3 separate regions of the Pan troglodytes genome follow, and regions 1 and 2 are each linked to region 3. The links are chromatin contacts, called in public Hi-C and HiChIP or PLAC-seq maps. All regions are on one chromosome and are shown on one strand. Each heading gives the region's core, a stretch centred on a gene start, on an enhancer-like site or on the middle of the called end of the contact. The rest is flanking DNA. Distances are from core to core; before and after follow the strand shown. Region 1 holds the start of CFAP184 (cilia and flagella associated protein 184). Region 2 holds the start of GRPEL1 (GrpE like 1, mitochondrial). Region 3 holds the start of TBC1D14 (TBC1 domain family member 14).

Evidence for each region. A called contact is a pair of places that touch in the nucleus more often than the background predicts. HiChIP or PLAC-seq counts read pairs in DNA pulled down with a chosen protein or histone mark.
Region 1: a contact with region 3 is called in an H3K4me3 HiChIP or PLAC-seq map of stem cell-derived excitatory neurons, with 5 times the contacts expected there. The contact joins the promoter of CFAP184 here to the promoter of TBC1D14 in region 3. A contact is called at or near these places in 1 of 7 Hi-C or Micro-C datasets (stem cell-derived neural progenitor cells) and 1 of 1 datasets of contacts at active chromatin or transcription factors (stem cell-derived excitatory neurons).
Region 2: a Hi-C map of stem cell-derived neural progenitor cells shows a contact between it and region 3, with 2.6 times the contacts expected there. The contact joins the promoter of GRPEL1 here to the promoter of TBC1D14 in region 3. A contact is called at or near these places in 2 of 7 Hi-C or Micro-C datasets (blood and stem cell-derived neural progenitor cells) and 1 of 1 datasets of contacts at active chromatin or transcription factors (stem cell-derived excitatory neurons).

The regions. Positions count from the first base shown.
Region 1 is chr3:7,365,234-7,368,309 of NHGRI_mPanTro3-v2.0_pri, reverse strand. CFAP184 (cilia and flagella associated protein 184) reads left to right here and starts at 1,744. Exons shown (of 1, transcript NM_001328281.1): 1 at 1,744-3,076. The coding sequence starts at 1,790. TADA2B (transcriptional adaptor 2B) reads right to left here and starts at 1,373. Exons shown (of 2, transcript XM_009447329.5): 1 at 888-1,373. The coding sequence starts at 1,157.
Region 2 is chr3:7,390,445-7,393,641 of NHGRI_mPanTro3-v2.0_pri, reverse strand. GRPEL1 (GrpE like 1, mitochondrial) reads left to right here and starts at 1,790. Exons shown (of 4, transcript XM_526517.7): 1 at 1,790-2,047. The coding sequence starts at 1,986. LOC134809859 (a long non-coding RNA gene) reads right to left here and starts at 1,707. Exons shown (of 3, transcript XR_010156421.1): 1 at 1-1,707.
Region 3 is chr3:7,233,126-7,236,191 of NHGRI_mPanTro3-v2.0_pri, reverse strand. It overlaps TBC1D14 (TBC1 domain family member 14), which reads right to left and starts at 1,661. Exons shown (of 14, transcript XM_003950284.5): 1 at 1,405-1,661.

The sequences.
Region 1 (3,076 bases), core at 495-2,994, 130 kb before region 3:
ACTCCCCTCCTTCTCAGGGTGCCCGGGGATGGCCACATGTCTTTGGTGGTTATGAGCGGGAATACGGCTAGAGATTTTCTCCTTTCTAATACGGATGCAAGCTTCCAGAGTGGAAGGAGAGCTGAGAGACCGCCCAGAGAGAACAACCATGTTCCTCTCTCAAGGACAGAACCTAGCACACGATGTTGCTAGCGTTAAGTGGATCCAGTCCAGCTCTCACCGCTCCCCACACAGGGCTGTCTCTACAGAAACCTCAAAGGTAAAGAGAGCAAAACCCAAGCCCCAGGCCTCCCAGGCCAGGCCTCTTTGTTCATTCTTTACTGACCATTCGCACAAGGTCGTGGGTTGTGGGGACCCAAGCATAAACCAGGCACGCTACCCACAAAATGTGCACTGCGGACCACATAGGGCACATGCATACAGTGACAGAAAGCAAACGGGGCCGCCCCAGAGACCCCGAGACAAGCCGCAGGGCGCCCACCGCTCTCCTTCCCTGGTGCTCCCACCGCTTTCTGTCGAGCCTGTGGGCCTGCCTGTCTCCACGAACTCAGGTAAGGCACCGAGTCTTGCCCAACGTCTGCACTCCGCAAACGCCTGTGAAGGCGTCCCTGAAGGTGAGGGAAATGGCTCTGCTGTCAGAAGCCAGCGTTCAAAGCCCCACTTGGCCCCGTCTCGGCTGTGTGACCTTGGGCGCGTCACAGCCTCTCAGAGCATAGGTTCCGACAGGTGCCCGACTATAAACCGGCAGCGTCGCCCTCCCCACCTCCGGGGCCTTCTGGGGTGCGGAGCGAGCGAGCAGGTCCGGCGCTGCCTGCGCGCCCAATTACAGGAGAGGCGCGGGCCTTCCAGTGCCCTAGCCGGGACCCGGCCCCCGTCGCGCCGCTCACCCAGTTTCCGAAGCCGAACTGCTCGATGGCGTCCAGCAGCAGCTGCTCCTCGCGACTGGTCCAGCCGCCCTCGGCCTCGGGCCCCCAGAGCGTGAAGCGCCCGCCGTCCACCAGCTGGTAGCCGTGGTAGCGGCGGTGGTGGCCGATCTCGGCGCCGGCCGAGAAGCACTCGGGGCACAGCTCGATGTCCTGGCACTCGGTGCAGCGGAAGCGCAGCGGGCTCACCTCGGCCAGGCAGTACACGCAGTACTTCTTCCCCAGCTCCGCCATCTTCCCCCGCTCGCCGCCCGCCGCCCGGCCCGCCGCGCCCCCGGCCGTCAGCGCCCCGCCGCCCGCGGGACCCGCCGCCGCCGCCGCGCACGAGCAACCGCCGCCCGCCGCCGCGGCTGCCGCCACCGCGGCCCCAGCCCAGCCGCCGCCAGAGCCAGCCAGCCGGGCCGCGTCCCCCCTCAGTACGCAGGCGCCGTCCGGCCCGGCCCGGCCGCCACCGCCGCCGCAGCTGTCGCCCCGCCGCATCGCGCAGGCGCCCCGAGGGCGCCACCTTGCGGACGCCCGGCCCGCCGCTCTGCGCCTGCGCGCCCCCCGCGCCGGCCACCGCCGCCTTTCCCAGAGCCTCCTGAACGCCCCGCCCCAGGCCCGGCGGTGGGAAATGGGCAGGCAGAAAGCCCGGCGGGGGCGCCACGCCCCTCGCGGCGAGAGCCCACGGCCGCTTCCAATCAATCTCGCCTATCGTCAGCTCGCGGCCTCCCATTGGCTTGCTCTCGCCGGGCAGCGGGGAGAAGGCGCTGGACGACGGCCTGTCGCCTGGCCAATCGCCGGGCCCAGCGTGCGCGCCTTCTGTTGCCCCGGGAAACCTAACAGCGTCCTGCCGGGGTCCGCTGCGCTGGCCGAGCCGGGAGGAGATGGACGTCAGCTCTGAGCACACTAAGGACCCCGGCGGGGAAGGCGGAGATGGGGAAAGCCTGGCCGCGTGGCCGTCCAAGATCAAGGCCAGCTCTGGCCCTCCGACCTCTCCCGAACCCGGGGAGCTGGAGTCGGAGCCGGAGGAGGAGGAGGAGGAGGAGGAGCAAGCGGCTTCGCAGGGAGGCACCGCCGCGGACGAGCAGGCCGAGGCCCCGAAAGGGCTAACGGCAGCCGAGGCTGCGGGCGAGGAGGGGCCTGGAGAGCCGGGGAGGCCGGCCGAGCCCCAGCCCGAGCCCGAAGAGCCGGCCGAGGTCGGGGCTGAGGAGCCCTCCCAGCCGGAGTCCGGAGCCGGGCCCGAGGAACTAGAGGCGGAGGCGGGGGCGGAGGAACTGGAGCAGGCGGCAGAGGGGAAGGAAGTCAGGTTCCAGGCCTCTCTGCCGCTGACCAGGATCGATGAGGTAGAGGCTGCTGCAGCCCCGGAGGCCGAGACAGAGCGGGTGGAGGGGGAGGAAGAGGACAAGGAGGAGACGCAGAGAGACGGCGCGGAGAGCAAGGAGAGGGATGGGGAAGGAGGCCCGGCCAAAAGCCAGGAAGAGGGGAAGCGCCTCGATGGAAGGGACGAGTTTGAGGACCTCGAGTGGTCCGAGGAGGTCCAGAAGCTGCAGGAGCAGCAGCTGCGCAGCGACCTCCTGGACCAGTACCGTTCCCTGCTGGTGGAGCGGAACCGCTCCCAGCGCTACAACCTATACCTGCAGCACAAGATCTTCGAGGCGCTGCGCAGAAAGAAGGGCCTGGAGGCCGCTGAGGTGGCTGACCGGGGCGCAGAGGCCGAGGCCCCCGAGAAAGAGCAAGCGTACCTGCGCCATCTGGGCATGCTGGAGGAGCTGAAGAAGCAGCAGGCAGACGACCTGCAGTGGTACCACCAGGAGCTGGGCCAGTTGAAGCAGCAGTGCCAGGAGAAGCTCACCAGGGTGGAGAAGGAGTGGCGACGTTTCCAGGCACTCAAGAAGCAGGTGGTGATGCAGGCCATGGGCAGCTGTCGGATGAGGGGCGGGCGCCAGGCTGCTCTGCGAGAGGTGGAGCAGATCCAGGCGTTGGAGGATAAAAAGGAGAAGGAGATGAGCGCCGTGCGGCTGGAGAACATTCAGCTGAAGCAGAGCCTGGTGCATTTTGAAACCAGGATGAGGACCCAGGAAGACCTGACCCAGGGTCTGCTTCTTATTGACTTTGAACAGCTGAAGATTGAGAACCAAACCTTCAATGAGAAAATTGAGGAACGAAATGAG
Region 2 (3,197 bases), core at 541-3,040, 160 kb before region 3:
ACACACCTCTAATACCAGCTACTAGGGAGGCTGAGGCATGAGAATCGCTTGAACCGGGAGGCAGAGTTTGCAGTGAGCCGAGATCGCGCCACTGCACTCCAGCCTGGGCAACAGAATGAGACTGTCTCAAAATATATATATAAAATAAAATAAATTTTATCGCAGAAAACTACAAACATATGCAAAAGAAAATCGTCATAACTCCTGTGGCATTCATCACCCAGCTTCAACCGTTACTAACATTTGCCACTTGTGTTTCACCTGTCCTTGAATTTTTTTTCATGGAGAATTTACAAAGCGAATACCAGACATAGGGGCAATTTACTGTAAATACTTCCGTTTGCATCTCTAAAGGTTAGGACATTTTACCCACCAGCCGTTACTGCTCCCTACCAAAAGTATCGATAACTCCCAGTTTTCATCTAATACCCAGCTTTATATTCCAATTTCCCCCACCTATCTCTCAAATGCCCCGTTTAAGCTAGTTTATTCTATCATGATCCAAATAAGTTCCACACATTCCATTCAATGACGTCTTTTAAGCTCATTTATTCTCTAATAGTTCAGTTCCACTTTCTTTTTTTTTCTCCAGGCTCGAATTAATTATATTATCATCATAATTATACTATTATCTTAATTATTGGTATTAATTGACACGGTCATTTGTCCTGTACAACATCCCACATTTGGGGTTTAGCTGTTTGCGTCTTTCTGCAAGGGGCATATTACCTGGCAAACAGTAGGTATTAATCAGCATGGGTTGAATGGTTTCAATAGCAGAAAAGCAAAAGAATAAAGGTTTGGTCCTTTACTCAAGTGGTCCTACATTCACTAATGTAACAAGCAGGCAAAACTCCACTTGAGAAGCCACCAGCTCGCGCCCTGGGATCCTGGGGAGGGCACGGGCTACAGCCCTCAGATCTTGGCCGCCAGAACTGCACTCCAGGCCACGCGGTGCTGAAGCGGGAGCCAGGCCCTATCTCCTGCGGGAACCCCGCTTGGGGGCCGGCACCGGGGCCATAAGAACACGCGGCCCCTGCTCTCCCAGCACCTCTGTTTTTGGGGGTATGCGCTACAGCAGCACGGACCTCGGTCAGGTTATGAAAACGTGTGCATTTATGAGCTTTAGTTGTGCCCCAATGTTTTCTATACGCTGTTCTTAGTCTGTTTTTCGTGTTTTGAGAAAACTGAAGATAACAGAAACGTACAAAACACACGCCCATATTCCCATCATCCAGCATCAAAACCGCCAACATTTCGTCCCATTTGTTTCCCGGGTTTTGTTTCCTGTTTCACCAGAACTCACTGGTGGAGACGGAGACCCCAGTGCCTTCTCTCCGCCTCGGGCGCCTGGAGAAGCAGCTTCGGGGTCGGGGCGCCTTCCCAAGCGGTTGCCTCCGCGGTTATTTCTCAAGCAACTACGTCGCCGTTTGGGTGGCGCTCGCGCCGAGACTTCATTTTCATTTAGCAAACATGGAGTGCTCCGCGCCGCTCTGGAGCCGGGGTGTGAGGGTGAACAGGGCTCCCCACGCTCGTTCCCAGAGCAAAGGAAGGCCCGCGGTGTCAGCGCAAGGGCGGGTGCGGGCCGGGAAACGACAAGCTGCCTCCGCACTCCTACCCAAAACCCGGCTCTGAAGTCCCTCCCGGCCCGCGACGCGCGCGCCCCACCCCGGCGCTGGCCCCGCCCCCTCGCGCTGCCTCCTCATTGGCTCCTCCCGGCATCGCCACGCCCACAGGAGGCTCCTCCCAATGCTCACTTCACCTTTCACCTCTTCAGGGCCTCCGGTAAGCCTCAGACCCCGCCCACCGGGGGGTGGGGAAAGATGCTCTTCCGTGACCCACAATTATTGGTGACTATTGCCTGTCCATAACAGGAAAAGCGATTACGGATTGGCTGAGGCGAAGTAGTAGGGCGGAAAAGTGGGTATAGCTGCCTGCACGCACGCTTGGTGCGTGCGCGGCGACGGCGACAGGCAGTGGCAGTCATGGCGGCTCAGTGCGTGAGGCTGGCGCGGCGCAGTCTTCCTGCTTTGGCGTTGTCTCTCAGGTAAGGGGCACTTGGTCTCCCTGGGCGGAGGTGGCAGCGCGACCTCCCGCTCCGATGGGGGCCTTTCCCGGCCCCGGGGCCTCCTTCCCGGCCTCGGCCCCGGAGCTGGGCATCTCCGGGCTCGCGGTTCCCCGCCGCGGGACGCGGACCGCCCCGCTGGGGCCTGCTCTGCTGCCAGGCTGCCAGCTCAGGGCTTGGGAAGCGTGGAGCGGGCGGGCGCCGTATCAGGAGGAGAGGACCGCAGCGCGGGGGGCGTCTGGCTCGGAAGGTACGGTGGCCCACGTGCGCGTGTGGTCCAGGGCCTGCGGCGACGCCTCGCGCGCATTCACGGTCTCGGCGCTCACGGGCGCAGAGGCAGCCGCAACTTGTGCGGTTGAAGAAGCGACCAAAGAAGCTCGAGCTTTGTCCAAGGTCACGCAGCGAGGCCGAGCCTGGCCGGGTGTGCCCTGGGCAGGAGCTGTGGTTACTCATTTCCGTGCCGCAGCTCGAGGCCGGGGCCACGGCGGTGCTCGGGAAACTTCGTGTCGCAAGGTGCGTGTTGCCCGTTCACAGGCTTTTTCCACTCGACCTCGAATTCCTTCACTCCGCCTTCTCCAGCGTCTGAGGTCAAAAGAGTAGTCGAACCTGTGCTGCTGCTGGGCGAAGAGTTTGTTTAGACAAGGGCACATTTCGGGCCTGAGGGCCACGAGACAGTGCCCCCCTTTTTTTTTTTTTCCCTCAAATCTGCCCCTTCTGCTTTTTGAAAGTTCTACTTTAGAAGTTAGTATGGCAAGTACTTGCTGGAGGAAGTGCCTAGAACCAAGTTGTTGATTAGAGAAGCCACTGAGGGCCAAATTGGCCAAAAGCTGGGCAGTGAGATGTAGTTCTTCCCTGAAGGAGAGCCGGCAGGTGAGGTGAAGATCACTTTCAGTCTAGGTGATTAAGGGGTAAGTGCTAGCTTAATAAATTATATCTTAAAAACACAGGAGCCAAGAGCAACGACCCACGTGGAATACTTGAGTAAAAAGACTTTGGGCAAGTAATTGGTGGTTTTGTATTGGAATTAATTGCCAGGAAAGTGACCACCAAGTCAGCATCATTTCTGTCTCTAGAATGGTAGTTTTGTGGAAAGATGCTCAACTAGGGAAAGGCAGGAGAGCTGACTGGTAGT
Region 3 (3,066 bases), core at 412-2,911:
TGCCCAGGGGCCTCCAGTAGGGGCAAAACGCACCGGTGCCTATAAAACCTTCCCAAGCAAAGCTTCCAATTCCACGCTGGAGAAAACGGCGTCCTATGCAACTTTAGGACAGAAACGACTTCACGTGGCCTGGTCAGGCGCGGTCACTCCGGGGCTCGCAGAGGCTGGCTCTGGAGTCCATAGGGTCATTCTCCTATCCTCCTGACCAGCTGTTCCCATCAGGACCGCAACCCACAGCCTAGAGAGACTGCTGGCGGGAGGGGGACCAGGAGTCCCCGGACTCACTCCTCAAGGCAGCTACCCCGGCCCCGAGAGGGTCCCCGGGCCAGGGTCTTCGCGGCCCGGTAATGGGAGGCTCCAAGGCGGAGGCAGAGAGATTCCCTAGCCCAGGGACAGACGGTTCGCGTGGGTGGAGGTCCGAGGAGGTCAGGGCTCCGAGATGAAAGGGGGTTTCGCGGGTCAGGGGCTCCAGGGGTAGAGGGATCAGAGATGAAAGCGGGGTCAGGGGCTCCAAGGAGGAGGGTCCGCTGCCTGGGGACTGAGGGTCCGCTGCCTGGGGACTGAGGGTCCGAGGTGGAAGGGGGCTCCGGGGTCGGGGTCTGGCGCACCGAGGCGCCTCTTCTCAGGCCGGGAGCCTCGCGTCGGAGTAGGAAAACTTTTCGTCAAGTTCCGGAAAGGAGCGGGACACAGCGCGCGCCTCCGCGAGGGCCGCCGAGTCCCGAGAGTCGCCCCCGCCCCGGAGGCCCCGTAACGGCACCCCGGGCGCCACGCACGCGCTGCCCTGGCGTGCAGGAGCCGCGGCCGCGCGGCGAGGGACACCCAGCAGGACCCGCGCCCGGCGACCTGCCTCGCCCCGGCCGCTCCCCGCCTCGGCCGGCGCTGCAGCAGGTGGCGGCCCCGCGCGCCCTGCCCTCCCTCGCGGCCCGCGGCCCGGCCCTCGCGGGAGGCTCTCAGTACCGGAGTTAGCGCGGCTCCGACGCCATCCCCGGGACCCGTGGGCCCGCAGCCCAGGCCCCGCGGGACCGGCAACTCGCGCGACGAGGACGCCGGGCACGCGGTAGGCAGCGGGTCCGACCCGCAGGTGCGCGCGAGCAGCCCGCGGCGAACAGCGGCGCGCACCCTCGCTTCACCCCGCCCCCTCGCCCGCCCCCTGGGCACGCCCCCACGCACTTGCGCCCCGCCCCCTGCCGGCCGGCGCCCGCTCTTCCGCCCGTGCCGCCGCGTCTGGAGCTCGGCGCTCGCCCGGCTGTCCCTCTTCCGGGGGCCGCCCGCCGCGGGCCTCCGGAGCGGCGTCGCCGGCCCTTTTTTTTTTTCCGGAGAACCAACCGGAGTGGCGAGGAGCTGCCTTGAGCGGGCCTTTGTGTCCGCAGGGCCCCCACGGACATCCGACAGGGGGCCCCTTACCTGGTCGGCTCCACCCGCAGCCATCTTGGAAGTGGGAAGCGGCCGGGAGGGGGAAGGGGCTCGAGCGGGCAGGGCTCAGGCGTAGGGAGCCGAGCGGCGGAGCGCATCGATGGGGCTCCCCTGCCCCGGCCGGTGTGCGGGAGACGGTCCGGGCCCCGCCGCGGAAGGGAAGGTTTGCGTGACACCGGAGCTCAGGCCCAGCCGCGGTGGTCTTGGGAGCGGCGCCGTGGCGTCCTCCCAGCCAGCCTCAGTCTCTTAATCTATAAAGGGCTTTTCCGAACGTTCTCTCTTATCGCGCTGTGACACGGTGCCTGGCGCTGTAGTTCCCAAACTGGTCTGCACTTTAGTATTGCCTGCGGAGCTTTTAATATTCTGAAGCCCAGGCCGATTAAGTCACAGTCTCTGAAGATGAGATGGAAGCATCATCAGTTTGGGAAGCTGTGTAATGTGCACGCGGGTTTGGAAGCCACTGGCCTGGCGTTATCTGCATATTTGGCCTCAACATTGCACAAACTCCAGAGACGGGATCTATGATCAGAGCCATTGTACAAAGCGGGAAACGGGCTCAGAGATGAAGCCCTCCGCCCAAGGACCCGGGTGGGTCAGTAGTTGAGAAGGGCAGAAGCCAGGTTCCCTGCCCCAGAGCCCTCCACGAGCTGGTAGAGAGTATGTGAGAAGCCCCTGTTGACGGGCAGTGGGTCTCCATTCCCCTTCTAGGCTGTGGGTTCCATGAGGAAAGCCGGGCTTATCTTGTTTACTGCTATTTTCCCTGGGCCTGGCAAATAGTCGGTATTTGACGTTATTGGGTTGTCGTTAGACTCTGGGGACTTGAGGGCAAGAGGAGAGACCCAGCGCTGGGAGCCAGAAGTCCTGGATTTCCACTTGGCTTTGGCTCCTGCCAACCAGGAGCCCTGAGAGTTGTCACTGGCAGATAAATTACCAGAGAGGAAACCCGGGAGAGACTGACTACAGCCCAATCTAAGGGAAGACTCAGCCACTCAGAAAGGTCAGGGGCAGGAGGAGTTTCCGCATTACAGGAAGCATCTGGAAGCATGAAATGGAAGATTTGTCTCTACTGCGGTCGTTAGGGATGGGCTAGGGAACCCCGAACTTGGGTCTCCTCTCCAGCTCATGGCTGTAAAAACCCTGAGCATCTATGAGATATGACGCAGAAGCAAGAGAGATTTTTAAAGGCGATCTCTTGAAAGCAAAAACATTAACATCCCTCGCAGTGCTGCATCACAGAAACTTTATAAATGCTTAAATTTCTGGGGGTTTTAAGTAAAAATAATACGAGGCCTCCTTCATACCTCTTAAAACAAGGCCTCCCCAGCTTTTTCTAAGTAAACCCTAGTGGAAAAGTACAGACTGCTTCAGTCGTGACTTAATTAGCAATTTTTTAATGCGTTGGATTAATAGATCTGCTTGGGGCTCCCAAATCCCTTCCAGCCCTAATTCGGAGTCTTAGGGTCTAAAACCCTACAATGACAAGGAACCATTGTTCTGTATCCAGAACCGAAGTCTGTGGTCCTGCAGATTTGCACCTGGCGCCCTCTGCCTGCTTTTTCCTCACTCGCCATCCTGCTGCGCCCACTCCGTCTCTCCCGGAGCCTGTCATCACCTGCACCTGCAGCGTGATTTGACCCACGCCTTACCTGTTGC